Regions from separate parts of the Pan troglodytes genome. Here region 2 is linked to region 1. The links are chromatin contacts, called in public Hi-C maps. All regions are on one chromosome and are shown on one strand. The core of a region is the stretch at or near the end of the contact, and the rest is flanking DNA. Distances in the headings are between cores, read along the strand shown.

The links. A called contact is a pair of places that touch in the nucleus more often than the background predicts.
Region 2: a contact with region 1 is called in a Hi-C map of stem cell-derived neural progenitor cells, with 3 times the contacts expected there. The contact joins the promoter of LTBP2 here to the enhancer-like site in region 1. A contact is called at or near these places in 2 of 7 Hi-C or Micro-C datasets (induced pluripotent stem cells and stem cell-derived neural progenitor cells) and 1 of 1 datasets of contacts at active chromatin or transcription factors (stem cell-derived excitatory neurons).

The regions. Positions count from the first base shown.
Region 1 is chr15:72,459,751-72,464,038 of NHGRI_mPanTro3-v2.0_pri, forward strand. LTBP2 (latent transforming growth factor beta binding protein 2) reads right to left here. Exons shown (of 35, transcript XM_063793715.1): 19 at 1,720-1,842; 20 at 1,363-1,488; 21 at 867-992; 22 at 460-582; 23 at 234-359. Among named protein-coding and RNA genes, the nearest start is that of ISCA2, 17 kb to the left of the region's middle. Within about 2 kb of position 2,406, at least 2 of the 24 cell types and tissues checked have an H3K27ac peak or open chromatin away from gene starts, as enhancers often do. A contact at or near this core is called in stem cell-derived neural progenitor cells, where this site is marked.
Region 2 is chr15:72,561,484-72,565,771 of NHGRI_mPanTro3-v2.0_pri, forward strand. It overlaps LTBP2 (latent transforming growth factor beta binding protein 2), which reads right to left and starts at 1,786. Exons shown (of 35, transcript XM_063793715.1): 1 at 566-1,786. The coding sequence starts at 1,059.

The DNA of each region.
Region 1 (4,288 bases), core at 1,156-3,655:
CCCTGGTGAGAGACTGAGTCCCTCCCTCCCTGAGCCCCGGGCTCCCTCACATCACTCCTCGCTCCCATCTTCTCCTCCCTGGGCAGGGCCGTGAGCACTTGCTCTCAGTACTGGTATTAAAAGGGACACCACTCTAGTCTTAGCCTGTAGCGCCCATGCTCCTGACCAGTAGAGGTAGCTGTGCTGGCTTCCCATGCTCCTGGCCAGTAGAGGTAGCTGTGCTGGCTTCTCACCCTGGCAGCTGGTGCCCCCCTCTGCGCTGACGAAGCCAGGCGCGCACAGACAGAAGAAAGACCCGTGGCTGTTGAGGCACTCGCCGTGGGGTGCGCAGTGCTCCTCCCCCATGCACTCATTCACATCTGCAGGGAAAAGATGGGGAGTGGGTGTCTGCTGGGGATGTGCCTGCCTCCCCACACACTCATGCCCCCCACCCCCAGTAGGGTGACCTGGGTCACTCACCCTCACACACGGTGCCATTGGCCAGCTGGAAGCCCTGGGGACAGAGGCACTGGTAGGAGCCCACAGTGTTCTTGCACTCGCCTCCCAGGCAGCTGCTCTGGGGGTCTTCACATTCATCCACATCTGCAGGGCCACACAGGGGAGGAAGACAGCCGATGGCAGCACCTCCCAAGGACAGGAGCCAAGGGGGTAGTCTCCAGAGGACCTGTCACCTGCCTGCAGAGCTGGACCCACGGGGGATCATCCCCTCATGAGGCAGCACAGCTGGGACAAGCTTGTGAGCGACTCTTGGGGAGCGGGATGATGGCAGCTCCTCCAGCCTCAGCAGCCCCCCACCTGCTGGGCTTCACCATGGCCCTGACAGAGGGGCATCCCATTTGTGTCCTCTCCCACACAGAGGCTCATACCTTCACAGGAGTCACCCAGGGGGCTGGGCCGGTAGCCCCCATCGCAGTCCTTGCAGGAGAAGGAGCCAGCCGTGTTGGTGCAGACTCCGGAGGGGCAGACTCCCGGGAAGGCACACTCATCTAGGTCTGCAGACAGACAGCGCTCGCCCGGGGACCTAGGAGGGCTCCCACTTCCCAGGCAATGCAGGAACCTCACCGTGGCCTCCCTCTCTGAGCCCCTGGGGCTTTCCTAAAACCCCCTCCCTAGAACGCTCCCGGGGCAGCCCTGCCCTCAGCTTCCCTCTTCTCTGTGACTGGCTTTTCCTCCTGTCCTCACTCTGAACTTGGGGATTATGACAATAGAAGCTCTTGTTGGGGCCAGGTCCATTTATGGGGTCTTCTAGCCTAGCCTGGAGCCCCTCGGCATCAGCCCCAAACTGGGGACAAATTGAGTGTTCTTTGGGAGGTAAGACAGCCTATATTCTGTCCCCTTCCACCACTGCCTCCCCAGGGTTACCTTCACAGGCAGTGCCGTCTTCATTCACCCAGTACCCGTTCTCACAGGCAGAGCAGGCGAAGGAGCCCTCCGTGTTGAGGCAGAGGCCTGTGGGGCATGAGGCCCGGCTGGCACACTCATCCACATCTGAAATAGGGCATTGCATTCTGTGTGGGACTCTGCAGGACAGACAGGCCAGGACACTGGCAGGTAGGCAGGGGTGGGGGAAGGACAGGTCTGGGCAGGGATGTGTTGGGTCAGTGTGAATAGGGATGCAAGGCCAGGGGTGGATTCAGGGGGCCAAGGGTGGTGTGCAGAGGGGAGGGAGCCACAAGCTGGACTGGCCTGCGGAGAAGGGGTGCTTCAGCATCTCTGTACCTTGGCAGCCCTTCTCATCTGAGGTGACCTCATAGCCCTGCTCACAAGAGCATCTGAAGGAGCCTTCTAGGTTGGTGCACTTTCCATGGGCACAGACCCCGGGAGTCAGACACTCATTCACATCTGTGGGAGAGAAGTCCAAGATGGTGGGCTGACCTCCTCCCCATCCTGCAGCCCCCGCTGGCAGGCTCCGAGCATCTCAGTTATGAGGCCAGGGAACCAGCCTTCAGAGGGGCCGCAGGCCACCTGGGGAGGCCATGAGGCCATGCTCCCTCCTCCCACCTAGGCAGGGCAGGGCGTCCCATCCCCCGGGCTCACTTCAGCCCTATCTAGTAACTCAGAGCACTCTGCATGTATCCACGCAGGGGGCCAGGTCTCCCCACCCTGGGGCTGGTTTGGCTCATCTGAGGATACTTGAAATGAGGTGTCCAAGACCCTTGACTTCCCTCATTGTGTGTGCCAGGAACCCTACATGACCTCCTACCTGCCAACCAAACAACCCACGATCCCGACCCAACAAGCAGCTTCTGCGGGTGGGCGGGCAGCGTGGAGAGAGGCCAGTCATGCCGAGGTGGCTGAGTGGCAGCCTTGAGGGCCTGGGAAACGTCTGCCCTCTCCAGAGCCTCAAAGCGTCTATTCAACACTCAGTCCCTCCCAGCATTCTGAACCCTGAGCCTTTCTTCCTGAGGGGGCTGCAGGAAAAGAGCACACGCCTCCTGCTGCAGACCTGCTGCCCTTCTGAGGGAGGAGCGCCCCACTGTGCGGTGGGCGTGCTGTTTAGACGCTGCTTTTGAGATGCAGAAGAGCAGAAGACCCTTCCTCCCTGGGAACTGCAGAAAGGCCTGGCCCCATCCTAAGACCCTTAGGCTCCTCGCTCCACCACAGGATCCAGCTACAGAAGCTGCTGGGACTTTGGGCAGTCACTCCAGAATGAATATGGCCAAAGAGGAGAAAAGGGCCCCACCCTAGCTGATTCAGAGGGCAGAGCCCTGGCGACTCATGCCCAGCGTCATCTGGGAACCCAGCTAGATCATGGAGGACAACAGCCTCCAAGCCACCTCCCTCTGCCCACCTCTTTCCCTTTCTGTGTGTGGGCTCAACCAGAGGTCTCAAGGCCGAATGGCCTGCTCAGTGCCTTGGCCAGCAGCCCTCACCTACACAGCTCCCACTCTGGCCCCGGTAGCCCTCCTCACAGGCCAGACAAGTGTAGGAGCCGGGGGAATTGACGCATCTCCCATCAGGGCAGGTACCGGGGTGACGGCATTCGTTGATATCTGCAAAACAGCAGCCCCTCCCTTGGTCATCCCTGGGAACATAGCAAATGGGTAGGTCTGTGACACAGCAAATCCTTGTCCCTGCCTTTGGCTGGGGAGAGGGACGGACAGAGGGAAACTAGGAAAGAATGAGAGCTGCCCTGTGTTCCCAACTCCACCTCTCACCCACCGTCTGGGACAAAAGAGGGAGATGGAAGAACTTAAAAATTAGAAAGGGAGACTCCCTGGGTGGGCGCAGTAGGCTATGGTTACCACCAGCTGTGGGAGGGTCAGAGGCTCCACTTTGTGAGCTGGGCTGTTTGGGATGGGCTTTCATCTCTCCCCTGGCGAATTCCTAATCCTTTATAAGCAGTGACCATTACTGGGATGTGCTTGGCACAGCAGCTAACTGGATTGCCAGAGGCTCCAGAATAGATCATCGGAGGGGCAGTGAAGGCAACTTGGGCTTCCTTGCACCAGGAAATGAGGACCATGGAGGAACCCCCAATCTTGGATATGGCCAAGACCAGCTCTGAGGCTGAGTGCAGACTGTAGGGTAGAGCTGGCAAAGCTTCTCTGCTGGAGAGCTGTCAGACATTTCTTCCAGCCAAGAATCATGTAGGGATCCTGGCACCCACTCTGGTGAGATCCAGGAAAGTCAGCCAGAAGGGGTAAGCCTGGACACCAAATGGACACCCAGGGGACGAGGAGACCCAGGAAGGGAGAGTGGCAACAGGAAGAGGAGGGAGCTAGTTCTCCCCGGAGCCGAGGAGAGGGCTCTTCCCCCACGTAACCTGGCATATCATGGGCTTCATCATCAAGGCACCCAGGGGACCTGGACCGAGTGAGGGAGGTCCTGTCACAGGGACTGAACTCTGAGTCAGCACTGCAGGAGGACATTATGCCCCTCTGGCCCGGTATCAAGGCTCTGGCCCACTCTTCACAACAGGTCCATTGGCCAAGGAAAGAGGAGGGGTTCTTCTTCCTAAATGGGTAATTGTCATTCTCCTAGAGGAAGTCCACCAGCTTATGCAGATTTAGAGGCCCTACTGCCCGAGGGGAGGACCTACTCAGCACCTATGGAGGAAGTGTGGGAGGCAGGCCTAGGGTCCGAACATAGGCTTTCTGCAGAGGGACTAAAGCCAGCAGCTGTCACTGCTGCTGGACATGGAGAGGAGAGGACATGGACCTTAAAGTGGAGGGGGAAAGTGAGTCCTCTCTGAGGTTGTTTGGCTTCCAGAAGTCAGGACACATCGAAGCCCTCTGTCCCAGAGGACTGGGACCCTCTCAAGCCTAAAGCTTCTGCCTGAGGGTCC
Region 2 (4,288 bases), core at 536-3,035, 100 kb after region 1:
CCCACGCCCGCATCCAGCCCTCAGCGTGCGCAGGCCGACCCACGCCCCACGACACTTGTCCCAACGCACCAGCTTCGCTGCCAGCTCCCCTCCTGGAGACGCATCTACCTTCTCTCGGTGGGGCCCCCGACACCTCCTCCAACCCGCGCCCTGAGCCGGCTCAACCTCCCCTGGGCGTCAAGAGCCTGGAGCACCCACCCTACTGCCCTCTCCCCGCTGCCTCTCAGATCCCGGCAGCGCTGCAAGCGTCTACAAGAGCTCGTTAGTTGCAGGCAGGAGGAACGCGGGAGAGTGGAGAGGCGCCTTGCGAAAGGATTTAACGTCGGGGCTCCGGGCGAGTTGGTAAGAAAGGATGAGGATGATGATCTATCTTTGCCTTCAACTCTTCGAAAGCGGATCAAATCTTCCAGGACCGATTTTGGAACCTCGGGGCTGTTTCCCGAAGTACTAAAGACAGAGGGACGAGGGTATGAGTGCGGCGCCCTCTCCTCTCGCCTGCACGCCCCTCCACAAATGAGCCCTGGCTCCCCTCTGTACCCTCCAAACTTCCCTCTCCCATGCTCACCCCGTGAGCCGCCCTCGCGGCGGGGTTGGGGGCGCAGCCCCAGACCGCTGTGGGGTCCCCAGGCGTGGGAGAGCCGGCGCGGCTCGGGTCCGGGGTGCTGGTTGCTGCTGGCCCAGGGGAGTGCTTCTCCGGGTCTGCGCAGGTGGCTGGACACGCCGCGACTGCTGCGCGCGGGACGGCCTCCTGGCCTCCGCCTCGGTGGGCCTCCTGGGGCTCCCCCAGCCCGGCTGGGCCCGCTCCACGGGCTGCAAGCCCGCGACAGGCGCATCCTGCTCCCGGAACAGACTGTACACCTTGGCTGCAGCCGCTGCCGGGTAGCTGCCCCCTGGGCGCCGCAGTCGATTCGCGTCTCCGCCAGCCGGCTCGTATCTCCCTACGGGGTCCCTTTGGGCATGACCCGCGCCCACGAAGAGAGCCAGGGTGAGCGGCAGGAAGCCTCTCCAGGGGTTCCGCAGGGCGCGCCCCGGGCTGCGGGCTTTGGTCCGCGGCCTCATGGCGCGGGGCGGCTGGAGAGTGGTGCGCGCGGGCACCGCGAAGAGCTTTGTGGTCGGTACGCTGGACGCCCGCGGGCTGTTCTCCCGACTCCGCCCGGCGGCCAGCTTCTCTGAGTCTAGGGGGCCCTGAAGCGGCCGACTGGGGGCCCGGCTCTCGGCGGAACGAGAGCTGCGCGCCCCGAGCCTCGAGTCCGCGCTCCTACTCCAGCTGGGCTCGCACGGCTGCTGCACCTTCGCGCCTCCTCCCAGTGCCTGCAGCCGTCTGAAGGGGACCCGGACGGTTTTATTTTTGGAAACCTCCCCCGGCTTTTTCGTCTCTTTTATCCACACCAGGCCCCCTCCTTGGAGGGACAGCTCAGCCCCCTCATTACGGGAGAGGGAGCGAGGAATTCCAGCAACACCCACTTTGGCACCGGGAAGCGAGCGGGCGGCGAGCGGGCGGCGAGGGGGATTAACCCGTGCGGAGCAGGGGGCGGCGCGGGGCTGACCCGGGCGCTGGTCGGGCAGATGGCGCCTGCCACGACCGGGACACCGGGCCTTCTTTCTCCTGCTCTGGGCAAGTTGGAACTGCAGACTTGCCCCGAATCGTTCTCCCGCCCCTCGCCTCAGGGACCGTCTTTGGATCGGGGGACCCAGGCTGCAGCCTTGCAGGTCTGAAGGAAGCCAGGAGGGGCGCCGAGGCCCGCGTAGGGGAACAGGGCCGCCGCCCCCTCCGCTTGCGCCCTGGCCGCTGGGGGCGCCCTCCGCAGGGCCGGCCGGAGCGGGGGTGGCGCGGGGCGGGGCGCGGCGCGCGGAGCGCAGGGAGGTCCCGGGCGCGCCCCCTGGCGGAGCTGGCGGCCCTGGCGCTCCGTGGCTGCACAGCCCTGGCGCCGCCGCCTTCGCTCTGGATCTCAATCCCCTTCCACTGGCGTGAGGGTCACGCCTAAGCCTGGCGCGGTGATGGCTGCCGCTAGAAGAGGGGTCCTCTTTTTCTTTTTCTTTTCTTTCTTTCTTTCTTTTTTTTTTTTTTGAGACGGAGTTTCCCTCTTGTTGCCCAGGCTGGAGTGCAATGGCGCGATCTCAGCTCCCCGCAACCTCCGCCTCCCGGGTTCAAGCGATTCCCCTGCCTCAGCCTCCCTAGTAGCTGGGATTACAGGCATGCGCCACCAAGTCCGACTAATTTTGTATTTTATTTTATTTTTTAGTACAGACGGGGTTTCTCCATGTTGGTCAGGCTGGTCTCGAACTCCCAACCTCAGGTGATCCGCCCACCTCGGCCTCCCAAAGTGCTGGGATTAAAGGCGTGAGCCACCACGCCCGGCCAAGGAGTCCTCTTTTTCACAGAGGCAAAGACACAGAGCCTCTTGAGTAAGTCACTCAAGGAGATAGCGCATGTGAAAGAGGGGAGTGGAATCTAGGCCTCCCGCCTCTGGCTGAATCCATTCCTGGGATCCCAACCCAGCCCTTCACTCTCTCGGGAATTTCCCAGAGGGGGATTCGGTGACCCCTGATTGACCCAGTGTGTGCATTCACATCTTGTGTTAGCAGGGAGGCGGGCAGGGGTGTGGGAATGCTGACTGCCGCTGTCTGCGTGTCCCCAGTAATCAGCACACCATTCTCACCCATGCCCCCTCCCTACAGCCTAAAGGCTTGGATCAACAGGGCTGCCCCTGGCACATTTGTACAGCCTATTTCCCAGAGAGGCAGAGTGAAGGAGCTGGCATGTGGGCACCAGTTCACAACCTCCCACACCACACAAAAGACAAGCCCAGGTAATATCTACTGTTGAAATAAAGCCTCGACCCCTGGCCTTGGCCTACAAACCCTAGCTGGCTGCCCCCGCTCTGATTTCATCTGGCCTCTTGCTCTCCCTTACCCACCACACTGTGCTGCCTTGGCCCTCTCTCTGCTCCTTGAACAAGCCAAGTGAATGCCCCCTTCCCTCTACTGGAAGGTTCCTCTCCAGGATGTTAGAGGGTAGTTCCTCATCACTGCTCCTCTCAGATTAAATATCAGCTCCTGGAGTAGCCATCCCTGACCTCCAATCTAGAGCAGCCCTCCCTCACCCCAGTCATGACTCTCTAACACACCACCCTGTTTCATCTTCATAAAACAGTTGACATCATCTTGTTATTTGTTTGCTCGTGTAACTGAATTTTTTAATGGGCTGAACCTAAAGAGGGACTATCCAGAAACTGCTCCACTACTACCTTCAACCATATTATGGTAAATTTCCCTTTCCCACCCTTAATGACATCTCAGGCAGAGTCCTTGGCTTGAGAGGTCATCCCTACCAGACACGAGAACTGTTCTATTAATATAATTAAGACCCATTTTCAGACACAAAAAGTCTGCTCCTGCCCAGATCAAAATCTCATCCAAGTTAATCAATATCACATCCCATTTAATAGTCCTCCTCTCCCCTGTCCCTTTGCTAGAGATCCTGCAGTGGTGAGAGTGGTGTGTGGTCTGTTTTCCTGACCTCCCTTTTCTGCTGTGGCTCCTCTTTGTCAAGGCTGGGAGAGAGGTGTTAGAGGAAAAGTAGCAAAGTCTTATGTGACAGGTACCCTTGGTTGGCAGGTGCCAAGCGCTGGCTTCTTCATGGGCACATATGTGGGTTTTTGGGAGGTTCTCTACAGGACCTCCACCCTGAGTTGCCATAGCAAATTACTCTCTGGCCAACCTCTCGGAGACCCCTGCATCCTCTGTCTCTCATAGGACTGTCCCACCTATGCCAGGCAAAACAATGGTGGGTTGGCCGCTCCTCACCCTGCCCACTTCTCACCTTGCCACACAGGCCACTCCAGCGAGGCTCCACGATCAGAATTCTCCAGACAGGAAGTGCACACAAGTCTCTTCATTTATGTACGTCCTCAATTCCTAAAGACATATGTTGGGTTCTCCCATGAACTGTCTTGCTGTAGTTTAATGCACCGAGGTGCCTGTAACATCCAGCAACATAGTCAGCATCAGTGGGGGGACAGTTATAGGGACAGAGCCTCCTCTTCTTGCAGATGACTGGTTCTCTCTGGGAGCTCCCTTCATTTGGTTTGAGGTGGGGAGTTCCCTCAGGGGAAATCTCAGCCCTGCCCACAAATGCAGCAGTGTTATGCTTCAGTGACTTTCTTCAATCCCTTTCATTTGTAGACTGGAATTGAGGGATGTAGTTTGACTGCTGTTGAACCTGTTCTGCCTTTAGTAAGGTGTCTAGTACTTCTCTTCAGAATGCAAGAATATTTAGCCCTCATTG